2 separate regions of the Anser cygnoides genome follow, and region 1 is linked to region 2. The links are chromatin contacts, called in public Hi-C maps. All regions are on one chromosome and are shown on one strand. Each heading gives the region's core, a stretch centred on a gene start, on an enhancer-like site or on the middle of the called end of the contact. The rest is flanking DNA. Distances are from core to core; before and after follow the strand shown. Region 1 overlaps PARVA (parvin alpha). Region 2 has its middle 8.8 kb from the start of TEAD1.

The links. Hi-C and Micro-C count contacts between places; a contact is called where the count stands out from the background.
Region 1: a contact with region 2 is called in a Hi-C map of liver, with 1.7 times the contacts expected there. The contact joins two enhancer-like sites. A contact is called at or near these places in 3 of 7 Hi-C or Micro-C datasets (granulosa cells and liver).

What each region holds. Positions count from the first base shown.
Region 1 is chr5:1,538,170-1,541,635 of Taihu_goose_T2T_genome, forward strand. All of the region lies in intron 1 of PARVA (parvin alpha), which reads right to left. Among named protein-coding and RNA genes, the nearest start is that of PARVA, 20 kb to the right of the region's middle. Within about 2 kb of position 2,147, at least 1 of the 3 cell types and tissues checked has open chromatin away from gene starts, as enhancers often do. A contact at or near this core is called in liver, where this site is marked.
Region 2 is chr5:1,470,967-1,474,563 of Taihu_goose_T2T_genome, forward strand. No RefSeq gene overlaps it. Among named protein-coding and RNA genes, the nearest start is that of TEAD1, 8.8 kb to the left of the region's middle. Within about 2 kb of position 1,610, at least 2 of the 3 cell types and tissues checked have open chromatin away from gene starts, as enhancers often do. A contact at or near this core is called in liver, where this site is marked.

The DNA.
Region 1 (3,466 bases), core at 897-3,396, 68 kb after region 2:
TTTATCGGATTTTGAATGTAGGTATTAAAAAATATTAAAAGGGCTATTAAGTCTCTCATGCCCCACTTAGTGGCACCTTAAACTGAACAAACTTTCTGCCTTAGAAGCCTATTTACTCCTCAAAAGGAAGACGAGGTGACCGCTGACTTTACATTAGCAATGACACAGGTTGTGTGGTCCTCAGCGTAATCTCAAGCCTCCTGTGATTCCTCTAAAATATCTTTTCCTGACCATTTTTTTTAGAAGTATTAAAAAAAAGTATTCAAAAGACAACTTGCTTAGTCTATGCTTCTAGAAACCAGTGCTGTCAGAATTAGGTTCAAAAGCACTGCACTGGCAAGAGAAATACACTTAGATTGATCAAGGCTTCAATGAAGGCTTCTCGTAATAAAGTGAAGAAGAATAAAGTTACCTTTAACAGTAAGAGCAATCTACCATTTTGTTGAAGAGTACCCCCAGTTAACCCATTTTCATGAACAAACAGGAGATTTCCAGTTTCCGGGCCCTCACACAGTAAACCTGTTGGTTTATAATTACTACTCTCTTTGCTTTGCCAGGGCAGGGGGAAAAGGGCAGGTGAGATGTCGTGCGCTACCACAGTAGCACCTGCATGCAAATGCAGAGATATCAGCTTAGGGTCTCCGAAGGGAGCCACTTGCTCTAAGTAAATGCTGTTTGGCAGCAGCTCCTAATAAGAGGAAGGAAATGAGAGAGAGAAAGACAACTGATAGGAGACAAAAGGACTTTACAAAACAGGGCTTTATTGCTTTTTGTCTGTAGCATTTTCTCTTTGTTCTGTTTAAGCGCTGAACCTTCCAATTCCAGATACTGCACAAAAGAGATACCTGTCTAAGAAAGTTTATTTCAATCTGGAACTGTCTTGCAAGATGCCTCACAGACTCAGCAGTCCATTATTAGGAGTAACAATGAACTACCTCTAATTAATTTGGCACAGCCTTTGCTTCTGATACCAATCAAATCAATATTAATGGGGAGTTTGTGCTCTCTCATTACAGCACAAAATGGGTACCAATCTTCTCAGGAAGATTTTTGGACAGTAAACTGTGTTTGAGGTCAGTGTAGTTGGCTTCTTCCCACCCACCTCCTATTTTTTAAACAGGATGGAAAAAATATATAATGATGTGCTATTTAGTACCTGGATAAAAATCTACATTCAGGCTGCCTACAATGAAAAACTGAAACTAGTTCAATAGGAAGAAATCTCAGGCTAAGAAAATAAAGATTTTAGTAGCTCACAGAGCTCAAATTAAACACTTAAATAGGTAACACTAGATATTTCTCATGCTGCCTCACATTTCTCTATTTATTTTTATCTGCAGGATCAGGCGTTAGAGAGGGAGGCCTGGTAAGAATTGCCTCAGCCATCATTCTTGGTTACTTACATCTGTGGTCAATTTTCCACACTTTCTTCCATAAAAGGTAAACGAGGCACTGTACTTGCAACAGGATAATCTAAACAATATGAACAATGTTACTGTTAAAGACCATCTGGCTCATCAAGCACAGCTCCAGACTTTTAACTCCTTGAATAAAGTGTGGAACCCTGCAGTGTATTTTTCTTTTTTCTTTTTTTGTTTTTATCTAAAAATCATTTTTAAAACAATAAAAGTAGAGCTCCTGCAGACACATGGGATCCGGAGCGCAGGGAAAATTTTTCTCTTTTTTATCCTTCTTGTATCCTACACATGCTGCAATCCAGGCTAGAGACAAACATTCAGACGTCACATTTTTCTACAAAAAAAAAGCTCTCTTAAGTGTTTTGCAAGAAAATTCTGTGTCTAGCTGGTATGTGTGGGGTTGCATTTCAGATGGGAGACAAGAGGGTTAAGTATTTCATAATTCACTTCAACTTAATGGCCTGATCCTGCCACTTCTTAAAAGGTAACAAAAGTCAAAGAAGGGTCACCAGAAATTAAAAGAAAGAAAAAAAAAATGTGGGAAGGGTAAGGGCGAATGCAACCAAAGAAGGCTTTTAATTGTGCACAATTTCTTATCTGGTAGATAAATTAGCAAGTGGCTGGTCCTGGGGAAAAAAAAAATGTTAAAGCAATGCAGGAACAAAATATCCTGGAAGAAGGCAAGCTGGCAGAGAGAAAACTTAGTCCCCCACAAAGACTAAAGCACAGAGAAAGCCGGGGCAAGGAAGTGCTGGAGCTGACTGTACACAGGGTACCAGGAAGCTGGGTCATGGCTGTGTGCCTCAGTTTCCCTCAGCCCAGGAGGACACTGCCAGGACTCACTTCAGCTCCGGGAAGCATCCTGAAACACCGAGAAGCCACGTGCCCGGTACCTTGGAGCAGAACAGCTCCACAGACACATAGGAGTTAAATATCCGTACACATTTAAAAGTCTACACACTTCAAAATGCACTTTTTCAAACTGAACAACAGCTGGAATTAAATTTTGTCATCAGTCTTTGTTCAGTTTTCTCTCAGCTCTAGCTCTGCAATTACCGTGCATGGGGTGGGTTACTCTGCAGCCCCCCATTGCTGGGCTCTAACAGAGGGCAGGGCTTTGGTCCTCAAGAGTTTTTTTCCCCTTCCAAAGGGGTTTTAGTGGCTTTATTAAAACAAAAATTAAAACATAACTGTTTTCTTGAAATACTTTAACGCTTTTTATTTGATTTCTAAAAATATCTTTAGAAGGCAAAGCAAAGAAAATGAAATAGAGCATAGTTGTATTCCTTTTAGGGTAAACAACACAAAAATTAATTTTCATATTCATTGGTTCCCTGCTTTAAATTCTGCTTCTTGCTTTAACCAGAAACATCACCCTATCTGGTTTCTAGGTAAAGCGCCCGCATGACTGAACCTTCCCCTACAGTCAAAGTTCTTCCAGCCACTCCCAGAAACATGTGCCCACAACCTTTTTTCAAAGTCAGAGTACTCTAATTTGGATCTAATTTTCATTTAAGCTATTTTATCATAAGCCCCCTGCAATATGTACTGACATACATATGCTAAATTCTTAGCTTAAAAAATGTTTTTAAAATGCAGTCAGAGCTTTTTTTTTTTATTTTTAAAGAAAATGTATTTAAAATATGATCATGACTCATCATTTAAAAAAATCTTTGTTACAGTAAGCAAGATAGGTCAGGCAGTTTTATGATTAATAGGGTCAAAAAGCTAGAATTCATATTTAAAACTTCAGCTGCTCATACTGAAACAATTAACCCTCTAGTAAGCACCAACTATACACCAACCAAAAAAACAAAAGTAAAGTCTCAGAGAGAAGCAGTTTCATACAGCAAAACAGTTACTCTGGTTCCCTAAAAAAAAAAAAAAAAAAGTGAAAAAATCTCTTTATTGATCGAGAGGTTTTCTGGGCATAACTTTTCCAAAATAAACCTTGCTTTTAAGCATGATATGTTAGAGCGCAACATGGATATAAGACATGTCGTAATGGCTATTTTGCTGCAAAACTGCCTGTTTTCTTTTGTACCAAC
Region 2 (3,597 bases), core at 360-2,859:
CACCACAGGAAAATTTGGGATATGTAGAACTAGCTAAAAGTGAAATCCTTAGGAAAGAGTTAGAGGTCTGCCCCATCAGCATGAAGACACTTTGGCGTAGCAGGAGGTATCCTCCTCCTGCAATTCAAGCCCTGGTTACCTCCACGGAGGGTACTTCTGTTGCTGCTTTTCAAAGTTACAGCTGGCCTTCCTGCTTTACAGTGACTAGAGGAGGAAGGTAGCACTGCCGTTCACTGCCCTTCCCTAGTATAAAGATATATAAGCTTTAGTGCTTCTCATCAAGGCTGAAGGAATTTGTGTTTAATGTCCTCCTCTGAGATAAACACACTCCTCCAAGTCCCACAGAGAAAGCACTGCCTAGCAGGAGGTGTCTCTGATGCAGAGAAGGGGGTTCTCCTTCAGAAGTATTCATTGCATTTTACTGTACTCCTTGCAGAAAAAAGCATTGGGTCAGTTCTAGCTTTTCTGGGCAAGATGCTACTGGAGGTAGCCCCCAGAACTGGGAACTGAAACAGCACACAATCTCTCCCACAAGACCAGGAGCATGGACACCAGTATGCCTTTTCAAATAGAGAAGTGAGATTCATCATTTTTGTGGCCTCAGTGTAGCCCAAGCAAAATTTTTTTGTTGGCTTCATCTGAACTGGAATTAGCCATCTGAACTGGAAGGCCTCTCTACCTTACACCTCCTGCTCATTCTGCTCCTGTTTGCAATAAAAGAAATGAAAGCTGAAAATGGGCCAGAGGAAATGGGAAATAGCTAAAGCCAGTTGGTAGGGCCACCTGCTCAGGAGCGTTCACTGACTTTTGTATCAGGCATGCAGGTTCCTTCTGACTATGCATTATAGCAAAATGATAGGGAAAATAAACTTGTGTGGGATCAAGTTTTTATTAACATACAAATATTAACAACCTACATATATTGAATATTGTCCATACCTTTTTGGTTTTCTCTTTTCTGGGTGACTGTTGACTAACCTGTAGGTGTCTCAAGAAATCAGGTTAGTGGAAAACCACAAGTAAAAATGTTTGAGACATGGGTTTGTTCTGTTACCCACGTTTGAAGGGAATGAGATATTAGCTACATTTCATTCAATAATTAGCTCAGACGCACAAGCCAGATACAGTGACATAGCAAGGCAATGCGTATCAGCAGAACTATGACTGCTCAGTTATGTCAGAGCTCTTCATAGCATATATGTGAATCCTACATAAAGAAATTTGGCATCTAGGCTGCAGTACTGAGAAGGAAGTTTACTCCTGCCTACCAAGCTTTAAATCTCCAGAAACATGAAAGGAGACATTATAATGTGACAAAGGAATGACTGCGTGGCACGTGTTGTGCTTCTATGGCACCACTATTAACAACTGATGGCTTAAGTTATTGGTCAGGAGAGTTAAACTATTAAAAGGCTAATTTACAACTCTTTCTTCACTGTGTGACTCAAACCAGTTTTGCAATCCGTTACAGGTTAACTAGCCAGGGTTAGGCAGGGTGGGGCCTGTAGCAGATTGCGAAACTGGTTTATTCAATTCACAGAGTGAGAAAAAAATCCCTAAAATAGGCATTCTAGAAGAAGACTGGATACCTTCTTGTCAATTATGGCACATCATGCAACAGAACAGATTTTCAGGCCCCTCAGCTTTTGCTGCTGCACAGAGTGAGACACTGCATGCAGGTCACATGCAGTCAAAGGCCACCCAGCATTGTGCTGCAGCTGAAGAGCATGCCTTTCTTTCAGCCTGGGGCAATGCTCAGAGGCACACCCTCACCTGCAGCCTCTCTCCTCAGCTCCATAACTCTGTGCCAAGTGCAGCTGGTTAATAGATCACAGATCAGACCAACCAGCTGCTTCAAGCATATGGGGTCATGGAGGAGGGGAGGCTGGAGGGCTGCTCTTCAAACGGGTGACATGCAGGCCTGGAGCTGTCCGGAGATCAACAAGTGATTTCAAGTTGGGAAGCAAAGGAAAAGAGCTGTACTGTTTTCAGCAAAAGAAAAAGGGAATGCAGTCTGCTGTCTCCTGCAGAGCTTTGCTCTTTTTGAGATGGTAGGATGAAATGCAGATGATGAGAGTTGCAGGCAAACCTCGTGGGGTAGGGCTTGTACAACTTCACCATGGACATGTCACTACTAGACAAGGTGGTGACACAGGTGTATCTGAAAGCCCTCTTTAGATGGTAAGCTGCGGAAGGTGGAATACAGAAAGCACTGGAAAGAACTATTAAATTCTATCAAAAGGCTATTGTATTAAAGTGTTAAAACTTGACAGATGGTTTCAGAATCTTGTACCTTCGTTTGTCATCAGTGCACAATTCTTTTTATTGCTTCCAGATAATTCATATTTTGGCACTGTGCAGCACTATCAGAGAAGGGATGGAACATATGATCTACTTTTTTTTATGCAGCCTTTATCATCATTGTCCTTGGGAGTTTTCCTAGACTACAGCCATAGAAAGATCATCAGAAACCAAGTGCCTCACTTCAGCTTACATTAGTGGACCCTTCATGTTGCTCTGGCAATATAAAAAGGTCTTAAAATTTACGTTAAACCTAATGGGAATCTCACTTTAGCAACCCTTTATGTTGTCATGGCAGTGTAAATTTGTCCCTATATAAATGTAACAGAGCCATGTTCTGAATCTTTACGTTATTTTGCATTATACTGGTGAGACCAACTGGGGAGACACAGGAGCTTCCCTTCAGTGGAATTTTTTGAGAAGCTAAGATAGACACGTCAGGGTGGTCTGGGAGTATTAGATCCTGCCTCAGCGCAGGGTTAGGCTGAATGATCTTCTGAAAGCTCTCACAGTTCTGCAGTTCTAAAGGGCTATGTTTCCTAAAAAGACATTTTCTTTGTGTGTCAGTCTGTGTAGTCTAGCCTTATCCCCAGAACATTACTCCAGATCTTTGCAAAAGCTATCAGTTTACCTGTCATTGTAGTGAAAATAAAAAAACTACATTCCTGAAATTGGCCTGTTTCCCAACAACATACCAAAGAAAAGCAAACAGAAAAGGTATCATGGATGATTTAGTTAAGTTTGCTTCTTCTGTTTATGCTACAGTGTAAAAATATATTCCCTCCTTGTTCTCCCAAACTGAATTGTTAACTGTGACTCAAAGGACATTCAACTATTGTGCTTTTTAAAAACATAACTAAAGTTGCCCCCTTTCATCTTTAAGTTCCCCCAAACTGTTTCATGTCCTGCTCTCTCTAGATGGAAGGCTATTTTTCCCCCCTCAAATACATCAATTTTAAAATGAAGCTGCTACCCTGGTTTCTGAGCACAGTAGACCCTATTTGTTTCTCAGCAACAACAGTTGGGAAGGGACCTTCATGATTCCTCTCCCCGAACCTCCAGATTTAAGGGTTATAACATCTAGAACCGAAAGTAACATTCACGTCAAGTCTTCATCCACAGCCCTCCTGTCCCTTTCTCCATGGAAGTGGCTAGTTTCAAACCAAAATTCTTTGTATTTCTTCATTCTGCTCTACAGAATAGGCATGTGAATACCTTCACAGCAACCTACAGTGCAGCAGAGAGCCAAGACAGCAATTTGGCTTGGGTAACAAAAGTCACTTCACTGTTGTTCCA